Linked DNA regions of Mus musculus: regions 1 and 2 are each linked to region 3. Evidence: chromatin contacts called from public HiChIP or PLAC-seq data. All regions are on one chromosome and are shown on one strand. Each heading gives the region's core, a stretch centred on a gene start, on an enhancer-like site or on the middle of the called end of the contact. The rest is flanking DNA. Distances are from core to core; before and after follow the strand shown. Region 1 overlaps Cdkal1 (CDK5 regulatory subunit associated protein 1-like 1). Region 2 overlaps Cdkal1 (CDK5 regulatory subunit associated protein 1-like 1). Region 3 overlaps Cdkal1 (CDK5 regulatory subunit associated protein 1-like 1).

The links. HiChIP or PLAC-seq counts read pairs in DNA pulled down with a chosen protein or histone mark.
Region 1: a contact with region 3 is called in an H3K27ac HiChIP or PLAC-seq map of stem cell-derived neural progenitor cells. The contact joins two enhancer-like sites. A contact is called at or near these places in 1 of 15 datasets of contacts at CTCF or cohesin (large pre-B cells), 1 of 484 Hi-C or Micro-C datasets (bone marrow-derived macrophages) and 5 of 115 datasets of contacts at active chromatin or transcription factors (the HPC-7 cell line, bone marrow-derived macrophages, cardiomyocytes and 2 more).
Region 2: a contact with region 3 is called in an H3K27ac HiChIP or PLAC-seq map of the HPC-7 cell line, with 6 times the contacts expected there. The contact joins two enhancer-like sites. A contact is called at or near these places in 4 of 484 Hi-C or Micro-C datasets (epidermal suprabasal cells and uterus) and 4 of 115 datasets of contacts at active chromatin or transcription factors (the HPC-7 cell line, bone marrow-derived macrophages, cardiomyocytes and 1 more).

What each region holds. Positions count from the first base shown.
Region 1 is chr13:29,608,809-29,613,753 of GRCm38.p6, reverse strand. All of the region lies in intron 9 of Cdkal1 (CDK5 regulatory subunit associated protein 1-like 1), which reads left to right. Among named protein-coding and RNA genes, the nearest start is that of Cdkal1, 240 kb to the left of the region's middle. Within about 2 kb of position 3,158, at least 64 of the 459 cell types and tissues checked have an H3K27ac peak or open chromatin away from gene starts, as enhancers often do. A contact at or near this core is called in embryonic basal ganglia and stem cell-derived neural progenitor cells, where this site is marked.
Region 2 is chr13:29,634,608-29,639,377 of GRCm38.p6, reverse strand. The region is part of intron 8 of Cdkal1 (CDK5 regulatory subunit associated protein 1-like 1); the gene reads left to right. Among named protein-coding and RNA genes, the nearest start is that of Cdkal1, 220 kb to the left of the region's middle. Within about 2 kb of position 1,302, at least 55 of the 459 cell types and tissues checked have an H3K27ac peak or open chromatin away from gene starts, as enhancers often do. A contact at or near this core is called in the HPC-7 cell line, bone marrow-derived macrophages and uterus, where this site is marked.
Region 3 is chr13:29,766,941-29,771,860 of GRCm38.p6, reverse strand. All of the region lies in intron 5 of Cdkal1 (CDK5 regulatory subunit associated protein 1-like 1), which reads left to right. Among named protein-coding and RNA genes, the nearest start is that of Cdkal1, 86 kb to the left of the region's middle. Within about 2 kb of position 2,045, at least 115 of the 459 cell types and tissues checked have an H3K27ac peak or open chromatin away from gene starts, as enhancers often do. A contact at or near this core is called in the HPC-7 cell line, bone marrow-derived macrophages, embryonic basal ganglia and 2 more, where this site is marked.

The DNA.
Region 1 (4,945 bases), core at 1,909-4,408, 160 kb after region 3:
ACAGAAATCAACAAAGCCTTATTTCACAAGCCAGGTCGAATCTTTGTCCATATCTGATTGTAGTCCTGCCCCCTCCCCCCAGCCCCCTGTTTGCACTGTGATGGCGCTTTTGATGACCACTGTGTGCTTTTGGCTATAACTGGCATGCTATGCTGCTTCATCACTCTTTATGTTGACTGTGAATTGAGTACCAGGTAATCTCTGTACTTTTCCCTCTCTCTGGCCTTTCATCCCATCCTTCCGTTCCATGCTCAGTGACTCCTGGCTGCTGGTGCAGCTAGCCCTGCTTGCTGCTGGTGCCACAGCTAGCCCTGCTTGCTGCTGGTGCAGCTAGCCCTGCTTGCTGCTGGAGGAAGAGTTTAAAATGCATAGTTCTTCCTTAAGGAGCCAGTTGCCTTGTCCTTTGCTGCATTGTAATAACGCGGTCGTTTCGTCAGTTGATAGCCATGTAAGGCAAGACGTTTCGTCAGTTGATAGCCATGTAAGGCAAGACCTCCCTAGAACTGCAGTCACAGTGCTCTGTGATGTCCTCAAGCGTCTCCTGTGTGGTCAGCTTTGCTGCCCTAGGCTGCTTCCTAAGATTAGATACCTAATAAAAGAACTCTGAGCTTCAGACCAAAGGCGTAATTTTTGTCCCTGGGACCTTAATGTATTGAGATATATTATTAATATTCCAGAGTCAGGGCCAGAGTGAAACCTGTCTGAAACAGCAGCAGCAGAGGCAACAGGAAAAATTTAAAAGGAAACTCGTTCATATTTCATAGTGTAGAAGTCTATATACGGTGACTACCGTAATGATGTTAATGGTGCGGAAAGCTTAATTCCGCCATGTGTACCCAGCAACTTGAAGCTTGTCATCCATAAAGATACTTGGAATCTCCAGTGTCCTCATTGGGGTAGCCCCAGCGCTTCACATCTACATTCTCTGCATGCTGCAGACTAGCATTAAATGAACTGTGACTTTTAATTTGAAATGTATTTGCAAACCAATTTCTATAAAAAATGGATTTATAGCTTGAAAACGGGTACCTCTGAGGCGCTTGGTAAGTCCCGTCCATCTTCAGGGGGTAGTTGTGCCTGTTTCTGATTTTAGGCAATTGCATTTGTGGTGTGCTTGTATTTTGCTTCAGTTTGTGAGAACTAAGGGTCCCTAGAAAGAACAAAAATAAACCCACTTTTGTTCTGAGTTTATTTGCAAACCAGGTCAGAGGCCCTTGATTAGCTCTCAGTTGGAGGATAATTTGAACCTTGACAGATTGAACCCAAACAGCAGGGGTTTTCTAGTGTGGCCAGTAGATAGCAAAAGAGAAGAAGAGCCAGTTCCAGTCCCCAGGCCATACAACAGGACTGAAGAGATGTGCTGCGGTTAATGGGTGGTTGCTTCAAATATTTACGGAAGGTCCAAGGAAGAAAGAAAAGCTAGCATCGTAGGCAGCTGTTTGTAAGGGAAACCTATTAAAAATAAACATGCTGGATAAGGCTCCAGGGCTAATAGAGCTGTCAGATACCGAATACCCTCCAAGGACCGTTGCACAGGACAGACCTCATAAGGACCCACTTGGACATGGGAGTTGCCTTGCTCTTTGTTTTATTCAACAAATTGTTTTCTTTCATGTTTGAATTTGTTTTACTTTTTCAACTGTCCATACAGATATTTAATATTTTCTAGACTATGAAGTTTAGATACTAGGGTCAGCTCACTTACATTGTATCTATTAGGATAAAGTTGGGTAGATGGCTTGCATCTAGCCTCATACCATCTGGGCTTGTAAAGAAATGCATATTATATGGTGGTTTGTATATGACAGTAACAGCATTTCGCTGTGATGACAACATTGCTGAGAAGTTCTGTACTGACACGAAAGTGGAGCCTGAGGCAGTGAGGGTTTGGGGTCCAGGCTGAGTACTGGTGCAGGTAATCTTGTCTGAGGATGCTTTTCAGAGTCCGTAGCAGAGCATCTACCTCTTTAATGTACTACACCACTTTAGAACTTAGCTGAAATAACAACAAATTGTACTGGTACTATGTGTATGGTTGACATTCATGTATCAGTATTCTCATTTTAACCATTTCTTAATTCTTTGGGGGGAAAAAAAGAGCAATTTTAATTTCCCAAGGCTTGAATTTACATCTGAGTATCTTTGCGCAGAGGCTTATGGGGAGGATCAAGTCATAGGGATCTTGTTATTGGATCGACTGCCTGCTTTCAGGTCAGTTTCCCAACTAATGCATGGGTGTGGCCATCCTCATTCCACTTTTCTAGAGAAGAGACCCTGGCACAGACTGAGAGAGAAGCCATAATCTCAGAATCTGACTTTATAATCTGAGCCTGCCCTGTCCTCTCTGCTCATGTTCTGTCCATAGTAGCAAAGCCACTCAGGATGCTCCTGGGGTGTTTGCAGGCACATTTTCTCCATCCCTATCTAAACTCCTATGGGCAGAAGCTCTGTAATTACCTGTCAGCTGGAATAGTGTTTAATCACCCTGAATTCACGGAGATTCACTAACGTAAGAGGAGAACATGCCTGGAGAGCAGGCAGTGATGCTTATAGGCACCCCCTTGAATAACCCAGGAAGAAAACTAGCCAGTCTCTTTAATTTTCAGCCAAGTCTTGCTTATGTGTAGTAAACAAGGCTGTTTTGATTTTGCCACTTATTACTGCAATGAGGGGATTGTATTCTGACCTGCACATGCAAGCTGGTCAATGCCGGCACCGCTGATAGTTTTAAGTGAGGAGTCCCCTTCCTCCTGGGTGGAAATGGGTCTCAGCATCTCCCACAGCAGTGACTGCAATGGTGGTGAAATCTGCAAGTCTCTCTTCCTTATTTATTGGATCTGGCCTCCACTGATAACACTACATTTTTGCCCCACTCTGCAGTTATATTAGACCCTTAAACTTAGACTCTTTGTACTTCATCATTGTAATTTACACACTGGGCTGGGACATTCCCTTCAAGACAGTTTGTCTTGTGCCTCCAGCTGCTCCCCAATAGCCATTGTGCTGAATAAGCACTTAGTTCAGTATGTCCTTGATACAATTAATGCAGGCATCTGCAGAAGCGGCCTCGGCAGCAGCAGCTGCACTGCCTTATGGAAGCCAACTTCTGCTTAGCATTGTGATAAAAGAAATAGTTTGGAGCTGAAGCTAATGTTGGCTTATTTTTAGCATAAAGAGAGTTGCACCTGCCAGGGCTGGGAGAGGCCTGAGGTTTGTTGATTACAAGGTCTTGTTAGTGCCATTGTTATTGGTAAAATGGGCATGATGTCATCCTCAGGAAACCGAATTGGCACCCCGTCGAGTGACAAATAATTTACTCTCTGTGGTTTTAGCAGCATGGGCCTTGTGTTCTGAGGAGTGGAGTGCCGGAGTTTTCACAGTTGAGTGCTGGGGCACTGCAGAGGTGTGCGACAGTGAGAGGAATTGATACTCGCTGGTAATCAGCATGCATAGCAATGGCCAAGGTGTAATGAAACATAAGTGCACAGTTAGGGTACCAGGTGGGGCCCTGGGGCTTCGCATGCACTGAGACCACAGCGAGCAGCCCAGCAGCACCATGTGGCAGATCCTCGATTTCTCATTAATCCTTCTGTCCCCTAAGTCAGGGCCCCATTGACTTTAAACAGCACTTCATCTGTTCAGTGTCTCCTCTCAGCAGTGGATGGAGGTGATGTCATTCATGATCGCGGCTGTCTGCAATTTATTAAAATAAATCATCACTCTGATTTTGTTTGGGAGTGATGCTCGCCATCCTTAGTGGCAGTCACGTGACTAGTCAGTCTAAACTGCTTACCATTGCAATAGTTATTTTAACAAAGCAGAGCAGCTGCTTATTTAAATCAGCCAAATGATCTTTGGCCTTTGAAACAACTTACAAATTAAAGTATGATATACATGTAAAAGAGTTAATAGCTACTAAAATGTATTTTCTTTGCTTATTTAAAAACTGTATTGTATTTATAGAAGCTGATGCGGCTTTTGCTTTATGCATCACCAAGATTCTCTTTCTGGCATGTTTCAGAATGAGAGACCAGTGAAGGAAGTGTGCCACGAATGCCACTGGGCTGCATACTAAAGAATGGCTGAAATACTAAAAGAGACAGAGTGCCCGAGGTCTGTGGCGTGAGGAAGTATGTTTAGAGCTTGCTGAAGGACTTAACTAGTGTTAGGGCAGCACAGGGAAGGCCCGCAGAGAGCTCCCATCTGGCTGCTTTGGTTGTGATTGGAAGGCACTGCATCTGCCCTGTAGAACACAAACAGTGTTAGTAAAGACTTTCCTCATCACTGAGTTTTCTAGGCTACATACAGCATGACGACGTGCGGTATCTCAGGATACTCTAGGTTGGACTCTAGAGCCGTGACTGTATCTTAATACCATCGGCTTAGTGACTTTACCCACAGAAGTAACCCTCCTGGATTTTGTCGTGTGATACTCTGAATGCTCTGAAAATGGAAAGTGGCCTATATGAATGCCCAGCGATGTGGTGCTGAGGATGGGAGAGCTTTTCTGTTGGTGTCATAGCTGCTGTCTCTTTTCCCACTGGACTCCCACCTCTTGTCCAGACACATTTAAAATGCCCAACTGAATTTCCCACGTTTGTTTTGAATATGCCTACTAGGAGGTAAATTCACGTTGGTCTGCTCTTTTGTTTCTCTTTATTCATGTAGGCCTGGGAAGTGCTTGAGATCCTCATTGTTGCAGTAGGAGTAAATAATGTGGTGGTGGACAAAAACCACACCAGCAGCTCTTTCTCTATCTCCTGAAGTTTGTTCATTTGTGTTGAGATCCCAGTAGAAATATCCCAGGAGAATATTTCTATTCATCAGCAAGCATTTGCAAGATCCCATTGCTAGTCAAGCAGGCTGTGAGGTCTGCTTGCACATATGGTTCTAAGCAAGTACCTATTCAACAAGCAGCAGTCTTCTCATCTGAACCTTGGAGTCG
Region 2 (4,770 bases), core at 53-2,552, 130 kb after region 3:
AGTTACTGGCCTAAGCAGATGCATGCAGAGGGAGAGGGAGTGTTCAGTTGCTTTTATAGGGTTTTGCTGCTCTCTGTCCCTGTCTCTTTGTCTCTCTCTGTATTTCTCTCTGTCTCTGTCTCTCTCTTTATCTCTCTCTGTATTTCTCTCTGTCTCTCTCTTTGTCTCTGCCACCCCCAACCCCCAGCCCTTAGTAATGACACCATGTATCCTTGTGGCTTTCTACCTACTGCCCTGAACATAAGAAACATGTCCTTGTTCCTCTGATAGCTCTGGGCCTGGATGTGTATCACTCAGTGACAGTCTGCATTTACTTTAACACTGTTGCTGTGGCTGGAGAGATGGCTCAGTTGTTTGGAGGGAGCACTTGTTGCTTTCACAGAGGACCTAGGATCAATTCTCAGCATCTTCATATATAGTTCATGTATATTCACATATAGTTCACAGCCATCTTAATTCCAGTTCTTGGGGATCCAATACTCTCTTCTGACCTCCATTGGTATGCACATAGTTAACATATACATATATTCAGGCAAAACATCCATGCATATAAATCTAGAAAGAATCTACAAATGTTGCTGATGATAATAGTACAATAATGGATCACAAATGGCTCCTGTTTGTTGCTATAGGTACTAGCTGGTTATTAGTTGTGACTCAGTGAGACCCTGTTAAATACACTTGGTCAGGCTCCGTCCCAGGCCTCAGCCTTGTGCTCTTACTTTCATGGCAGCTTCCTTGGGTTTGGTTTCCCATTTTGTTTATTGACTTTTGCGGGGTGGGGTGGGGAGGTGAGTTCTTTTGGAACATTTTGTCTTTCCTAACAGCTGGGACCTGAATTGTGTCTGAAAGGGTTCTTGCTCTGGGTCATGATTTCACAACCTTTCAAACAGAATCAGTGTGGAGGTACCGGTGGCAGCCTGTCTGTAGCCTTCTCTCCTTCAGGAGGGAGGCTGGGCTAGGTAGATCTCTTCTTCACACCTGTGGACTCAGCCTACATAGCTAACGGCAGGGAGGGGTGACTACACTGACCTCATGTTCACAGGGACAGAGGCTTCATCACTGAAGCCAGTGTGACAGACATCTTGGGATTTTGTTCTTCAGAGGGAGCAGATCTTAATGGGACTCCGACTTACTAAGTGGTCTTTAGTTTTCCTTCTGAGTTGTCTTGTGAATGTTGCTGCTTTCAGGTGTTTTGAAACTCTGTGGATGTTATAAATGGCATTGTGTGTCTTAGAGGTCAGCTTGGAGTCATGGCTCGTCACGAGCCTCCTCACCGTTTTATTTTTAACCAGCACATGAGTGTCTGACTTTCACGTGCTCTTTCTTGCTTGTGGGCCGCTGCCAGGCCCAGTGTCTTGTTTGGAAGAGATAAATGTCTGGAGGATTTTGTTTTGCTGTGAGATGCATGAGTCACACTTAGCATGAACTCTGTGCTTCCTGCAGACCTCTAATTATTTTGGGTAGTCTACCTACACCTCAACCCCGGGCAGCTGATGTGCTGAAAGTTTGCATCATGTGCCAGTTTGTGAAAGTTCTCATTAGTCACCTGCTCTTTTATGTCCTCCAAAGATAATATGTTTATTTCCTTATTGTGCCAAGTACCAATCCCAGTCAGTATATTCATATACTCATCACCAAACTAGAAAGAAAATGAAGTTTTCTTGTGTTTCGTTTAAAGCTGGCCCTAACCTTACAGTGCTGCCTCAGCCTCTCAGTGCTGGGCTGCCATGTTCTTCCATGCTTGCCTTTTTGCAGAAGGTTTTAACAAGTAGCCCTTTGTAATCTTTGTTGACTATTTTCCTAACAGTAATGAGCATTACCAGAAATGTAGGCTTCACTTGTGTGTTTAACCCTCCAAGACACATAGACTTTTAGGATAGTGGTTTACAGTTAAAAAGAAAAGCAAAATAATACTGGGATCAGCAAGACAACTGAAATAGTTTCTATTATGTTCCCATTAAAGAGCTTGTTAAGCATTATCAAACTTATCTTTATTTCCAATAGGTTATGACATGTAGCGTGTGTAATGGTTGCAGCCATGTGTAGTGGAGCCAGACTGTCTGGTTCACCTACTTAACCAGCTGTGCAATGTTTGCGATATTTGTCAGATTATTTATGTTTCTATGTCTGTTTCATCTTTGGAGAGAATGCCAGTGGCAGCACTTCGCGGGGTGCTTTTAAGGTTTTGGGTAGTGAGTCTTTAGAGTCTGGAACAGTGAGTGCTGTCCGTGCTTCATGTATCATTCTCCATCTGTGATTGGACAGCTTTACACACTTTCAGGTTTGTGTATGTTTATTTATGTGGTGTGTGTGTGTGTGTGTGTGTGTGTGAAGTACACTTACACCAGTATTTATGGAGTCCAGAAGAGAGTATCAGATTCCCTGAATCTGAAATTTCAGGTGATTGTGAACTGCTCAACATTGATGCTGGGAACCAAGTTCAGATCCTGTGGAGGAGCAGTCAGAGCTCTTGATTTGTGAGCTATGTCCCCAGTCCCTACATATGAACACACTCACACATATATGTATCTATATACACATATGTATATGTAAATTGTATATAACTTATAAATATATATTTAAACAAAAATCATCTCTCTTTATGAGATTTCAAGGTAATTGATAGACTTTAATTTTCAAACACTAAATATTCCATGTAGAAGTCAGCTTTCTGTAACACCAAAGAAGTGAGAAATTAAAATGGAGCAGTCATTATCAAGGCCTTTTATGGCATATATTAGTATATGAAACATTAAAAGCTTGTCAGGGTTACATGGAAGATTCAATAATACAGTTCTGGTGGCTGAAGGTGTATTCAGTTAGCTGGTAGAATTCTGGCCTAGCATGCCTGAGGTCCTGGGCTCTACTCGATTTCTGTGACGGCATATGCTTATAATCCCAGCTGTGTGATGGTAGAGACAGGAGATAGCTTAGAGTCTTGGAGGAGGAAAGAGTAATGGTGAGTTGTCCTTGGTTAACCAGATGAGATCCAGAATCTCAGAGAGACAGTTTTGAGTTCAAGAGAGGGGGAAAGACCTACTGTGAATTTGGAGGCATTATCCCATGGGCTGGGGTTGTGGGCTGCATATATAGGAGAGAATGGTTGGGCCCCAGAATTCCCTCTCTGCTTCCTGACTGTGCATGTGATATTTCCGTCCACTTCATTCTCCTGCCCTCACATCTAGAACTTCTTTGATGATGGATTGTGCTCTCAAACCTTGACTCCTTTTCCTTATTTAAAAATATTTGTTTAAAAAAAAAGTTAGCCTGAGCTATGAGATCCAGTTTCAAAAAACAAAACAAGTGTGTCTGCCTGCCTCCTTCCCAGCGTTGTGGCATTCTGCAAGCATTTCCAAGGCTCTGGCTGCAGACATAGACTAGGTGTGTTGGTAGTGCCTTGTCTGTCACATCCCCCCCTCCCCCGGGAGGTTAATTGGAGTCACCTCAGCTGTTCCTTAGACTGCTGATGCACTTACATGCTATTGTTTTTGTTGTCTTTTATTGGGAACATTTCCTTGAACATTTTCTTTGAGTATCAAAAGACGTTTTGTCTGTGGTTGGAAAAAATGTCTCTGACCTGCCAACCAAACTTGAAATTGCATAAGAAAATGGGTGTTGATGCTGAGAAATGGTGTGTAGGCAACAACACTCTTGTTCTGTACAAAACAGTGATGAAATACCAACAGCACATGTGGACTCGCTCTTGCTTTATGTTTGTTTGGGAAAAGCTTTGGGAAGAAAGACCCATGTCTGCTGTTTAATGCATTTCATTTAGGGATGGGATTTGTTTGGCAGTCATTATAGGGACAACATAGAACTAATTCTGTACATAGCTCCTTCGGTCCCATTTCTTCCTGTTTGTATTGAAATGTAACTGCCATGTATGACTTGTAGGAAACAGATCACAGCCTTTAGGTGATTTCTATAGAATTTCATTCTCCTTTTCAGTTATTATTATCCCCTGTTATTAAGTAGGCCAATGTCTGTGTGTTTCTCCGGGTGTCTGTGTGTCTGTCTTTTTCTCCCCTCCTCCCCTCCTCCCCTCCTCCCCTCCCCTCCTCCCCTCCTCCCCTCCCCTCCCCTCCCCTCCCCTCCCCTCCCCACCTCCCCCCCCCCTCTCAGAGATCAACCACACATACGATTTTTTGAGAGATGTCTCTAACTAGCCTGGGACTAGACAAGTGTTTTATCAACTAAGCTTTCTTTCCAGCCTCTTTATTAGTCTATGTGTTTCAAACCACACATGGTGACTCATATTTACAACTCCAGTACTCAGAAAGTTAAGGTGAAAGGATGATAGTGAGTTTGAGTCTAACCTGGACTATATTAGCAAGTGGCTATCCTGGATTAGAGAGGGAGACCTTTTCTCCTTATTTCAACTTGTGTGTGTGTGTGTGTGTGTGTGTGTGTGTGTGTGTGAGTGAGTGTGTGTGTGCCTACCTTAAAATGAAGCATTTTACTTCTCTTGGTTGTATAGTTTGGGAGCACTTACCCTGTCTTATTGTTTATTGAGAGGCCCTCCCCACCATTTGACTCCAGAGTCTTTCTATTTCCCCAAGCTTAGATTCTGTTCATGAAACAGCAGCATCCCTGATCCCTCTTGTCTTCATCCCTGGTACTCACCCACTTTCTGCACCTGATTTTGGCTACACTACTTACTTTTCAGTTGGAGTCACATCCTTTTTCCTTTTGTGATTTGCTTTTTACACTTAGTGTTGTACATTTATGCTTCTCCCTAGGGATAGCATGTGACAGATTTCATTTTCC
Region 3 (4,920 bases), core at 796-3,295:
CACAGTTGTTCTCCATCTTATGTTTTGAGGCAGAGTGTCTAATGGAACCTGTAGCTTACTGATTTGTAGACTGTGTGGCCTTGAGATCCCAGGTGTCCTTCAGTCTCCCTCTCCCCAGTGTTCAGTTACAGGCAAACACTACCATGTACAGCTTTTTAAACAGCAGTTCTAAGGATTGAATTCAGGTTCCCAGCCATTGCCTCAGCCTAAGAAGAACTTCTGTATGGAGTCTTTGACTCTAAGACTGTTGTCTTAGATTTATCTTTTTTTTGGGGGGGGGAGTTTTTAAAAATTTTTATTAAATATTTTCTTCATTTACATTTCAAATGCTATCCCCCTTTCTAGCTTCCTCTCCAAAAATCCCCTATACCTTTCCCCCTCCCCCTACTCCTCAACCCACCCACTCCCTCTTCCTGGCCCTGGCATTCCCCTATACTGGGGCATAGAATCTTTGCAAGACCAAGGACCTCTCCTCCCATTGATGATGGCCCACTAGGTCATCTTCTGCTACATATGCAGCTAGAGACATGAGTCCCACCGTGTGTTTTCTCTGATTGGTGGTTTAGTCTCAAGAAGTTCTGGGGGTACTGGTTAGTTCATATTGTTGTTCCTCCTATAGAGTAAGGTACTTACAGGTTCTTTGAGCATGGTTCCACAAGGTTGCTGTGGGTCCTTGTCGAGGCTAGGAAGTAACTTGCCTCTCTTGTCCTGAAGAGGTGAAAGCCTACTTTTTTTTTTTTTGGTCACAGTTGGTCTCCAGTTTCTTTCCTGAGGGATGTTATGACAACATTATGAGTCCTTGTGCCTTGGAGTCCCCTGGCCATGCTGGTAGCTCTGGGCTGTGAATGTCAGGACCTTTTTCTCTACCCAACTAAACCAGCTAGGGTACTTTCTGGATTGTACTTCTGGGTCATTTTGAGTCACAGGGAAGGACCGATGGTCTTTTGCCTGAGTCTGAGACACCATGATTATTTCTCACTGTGTGCATGTTTGTTTAATTTGCCTCAGTTCAGTTTTCATGCTCCTGCTGACACTGTCTCTCAGCTCACTGTCAGTGTCCCAGTCAAAGCTATTGTCACTCCCGTGTTGTCTGCTATTAACACCACAGCACTGGCTTACATTTGAACATCAACTTGTTTATAGTTTCTGTGAGTGAGAAAAAGCCACCAGATCTCTGCCAACAGAAGACAGGAAGGAATTGTTTGGGAAAGTTAACCTGGTACCTTAGGGTCTAGAGTGAGGGGTGACACAGCTCTGTGAGGAAAGAGAGACTGTCAGTGAGGTGCCTCAGCTCTGTAGCACACGTGCTGCTAACCTGAGCTGATGAAGTCCCACTTTTCTGGTGAGTTGTTCACGGTTAGCTCTGGTTATCATCCCCCATGTGTGGACTTGTTTTGTTTGCATTTATTTATGTGTCTCAGTTCTGTTTAGTCTGCTCTCTGCTGTTCTGGGGGCTTTGCTACCTGCCCAGCCCTTGGAGCTACTTTGGAATTGAGGGTACTACTGGCAGAATGGACTTTCTAGGGACATCAAATGAAACTTACTTTTTTTTTTTTCTTTTGAAAACGAGGACTGAGAGTGATGGGCATATAGGCCATGTGTTCCGTTGCTTGTCCTGTAAGCACAGAACAGACATGGATGGAATGATGGAAGGCAATTGCCTCGTGTGTGTTCCAGTGAGAAATTTGGTGACAAGAAAGTAGAAAATATACTTGAATTCATGGTTGACTTTTTTAAGGTATAGAAACAAAAAGGAACTTCCAGTTAGATCAGTTATTGCATTTGCAAAGAAGGAACAGAAAAGCACTTGAGAGGGAGCAAATCACTTTAAAAATGCAAAGCTGAATTGTGTAGTTATCTGAAACCTTTTTTGGAGAATAGTATTTTGCATATTTCATGATTACTGCCGCATCAACTGTTGCTTTGTTTTTGCCGGTTTCTGCAAGAGGAGGAGTGAAAGAGGTCAGTGTATTAAGAGCGGCAGCAGCTGGCTGACAGCACTGAATACTTACATAATTAAATATATGTGTTGGCCGCTGGCCTAACAGCTCTGTAGGCGGAGGCTCCGGAAGGCATGCAGAAACTTGCTTTAGCAGGATTGGAGAGGAACTCACCGTGATCTAAGCCCGATCTTTGAGCGAGAGTGATTTCCTGTTGTTTTGGTTTGAATGACATTCTCCTAAATCTTGTGTGTTTATAAACAGCCCAGAAAAGACTTTCTCCCTATTTTATTCTGCAAGTATGACAAACCTGATATTTCTTAATTTTTCCATAGAGTTGTTAATAGCTGATAATAGATAGAAAAAGAAAACAAACAAACAAACAAACCACATTTCCACTTAGCACATGCTATCCAAATATGGAATATTTATACTTTTGGGTATTCTTTGGAGCACACTAATGAAGTTAGTTGCCTAGATAGTACACTGACTTTTTTGAGGTTTGGGAAAATTGGTTAGAGTGGCAGTGGAGGAAAAATACAATCTTCAGGCAATATGTAGCCCAGCTTTTGGCTGGTGAATACTTTAGGATTTTGAGGTAATAGCCATGATATGAATCCTCCTCAGAGTTCATTTTCCTTTGTAACTTCATGATGAGTAGTAGAAAGAAGGGGTAGGCACAGTCCAGTGCTGGTTGGGTGTCCTCCCCTTATGGTAACTCTGTTATAAGATTCTTCTTGCCTGTGTCCCCTCAGCCCTCAGTGTCAGTGGCTCATACAGTGGAGGAAGGTGATCCTTGAACAAATGAATGGACTGACTTGTATATTTGCTTCTCTGGACATTTATTTTCCTGATCCCCTCTGCCCTCTGCCTCCATCATACAAATGTCTTCCTCTGTGGATTTTCTAAGAACCTTTTCTGTATCTCTTTCTTATTAGATTGTATTACTTTGCACTTAACTTCAGAAAATGTCATATAAAACCTAATAAATAGAGGCTTAAATAAGGTAGGGGGATTTAGTTTCCTGATATAGTGCCAACTCCACAGTTACCAAGTTGTTAGTTGGGTTTACCGGTTGTGGGATCTGAGAGGCTGAGGTGTTTGTATTATCAGTGGCTCTTTCCTTATGGTGTCAAACAGTTATGCTTCCCAGCTACAACACCTGTTTGCCCAAAAGTAGGAAGTAAAAGAGGACTATGCCAGGTGAAAGTACCTCTTTTTCAAAGGTGCTTTCTAGAAAGTTCTACTCAATACCAGTATTTGTCTCTCTTGTCTGGACCCTCAATGAGAGAACCACCTGCATGTGAAAGAGGCCAGGAGACGCAGTGTGATTTTCTTTCTTTTGGATGCAGTCCATTGTTGCTCTCAACAGATTTACAGCTCTGTAAGAAAGGAACAGAGTCTGTTTATTGGGGGCTGACTTGATGTCTCTCCTACAAGGTGTAAATGCTGCTGCAGTAAGGTGCACATTTCATTTCTCTCTCTCTTATTTACCAGGCCCAGAATGTTAGAGTTGGTTTTAAAAGTGTTTGCAAGCAGACCTTTTTGCCCTTACCTATAGTCAGACTAAGAAATACCATAGTTGATTGGCATTTGAGGAAGTTCCCTCATTCTGTTTATCCTTTGTGGTCTCTGGTGAAGTAATAGTAAAATGCACAGGAGAAGTTCATGGCTCTGATGTTGTACAATGCATTGAAACAAAATTGGGACTTGTACATATTTGGTACTCTTAACACCTACAGTGGCCACGGCTGTGAAGGATTCTGTAAGGAGAGTGTGTATGTCACTCCTGAGATTACACTGTCTCATACAAGCATCATAACCATGGCTTAGAAACTAGAAATTTGAAAAGAATATGGATGCCAGGAATGGAGTTTATACTATAGGGAGAACCAGTTATATGGGAGTTAAATTAATTTTAAGTTAAATGTTAGAAAACAGTATCTTGCACAATTGTAAAAACAAGTGACAGCTGAGAACAATGCTGCTTCTGTTCTGAAGATGAAACGTAAGCGTCTAGGTCTGACTTCAGCATGGAGAGTGAGGGAGAAGCAATGAAAACCTTTTCCAGGGAGAAGGCTTGCTGCTGTCTGCTGCCCTCGCATTGTGTCAGAGGGAAGTTAAGGTTGTAAATTCTGGTTTCACTGCCACCTTCACAGTTTGCCTTCTGTGTCCATGGCTGTGAGCTACTGAGTGTATTCATGTTAGGATGGCTGGGGTTTTCTTGTTCTAGGATGCTCTTCTCAAGGCCACTACATTCAGAAAGATACTGATGGAATCACATAGAAATTGTTTCGGGGGAAAAAACCCAAATGGAAGTGGTGACCAGGCCTTCTTTAACTGGCTGTTCTAGAAGTCAAAAGCGAGTGTGTCCTTTGTCCCAGCCAGCCTCTGTGTGTTCAGCCAGCCTCTGTGTGTTCAGCCAGCCTCTCTCTGTGTGTTCAGGCTGAGATACCGTGCCTGTAAGAGGGGTCAAGTGAAGAGGGATAGAAAGTTTAATTTAGTGCTTTCTTGAAGTGCCTGTCAATATTTTGTAATAGTTAGGAAAAAGACCTGTTTTTCTTTAAATGAGATCATGATTTGTGTCAGTATATTTATAGTATTTTAGTCATTCATAGCTGAAACTAAGTTACTCTTATAATATTCATTTTTACTGCCTTTAATAACATAGGATCATCAAGTAAAAATTTAAAACACTAATTAGCAAATCCCAAGAGTAAAGATGGTCGATATTGCATTGAGCAAATTCTTAGAAACTTTAAAATTTTCTCTTCTGGGCTTCATCATTTGTCATCATTTCAGTATTAAGTAAGGAAAATTTTGAAATATGCCACCTTGGTAATCAGCGGTGGGTAGTTTGAATGGTGTGGATTCTAATCAGGTCTTTTAGAATCCTGCATGTTTAAGGGCAGTGAGATGTTTTGGAGTCCCTTCATTGTCCCAGTGTTTATGTGACTAAGGGAGGCCAGGTGTCAGGAAG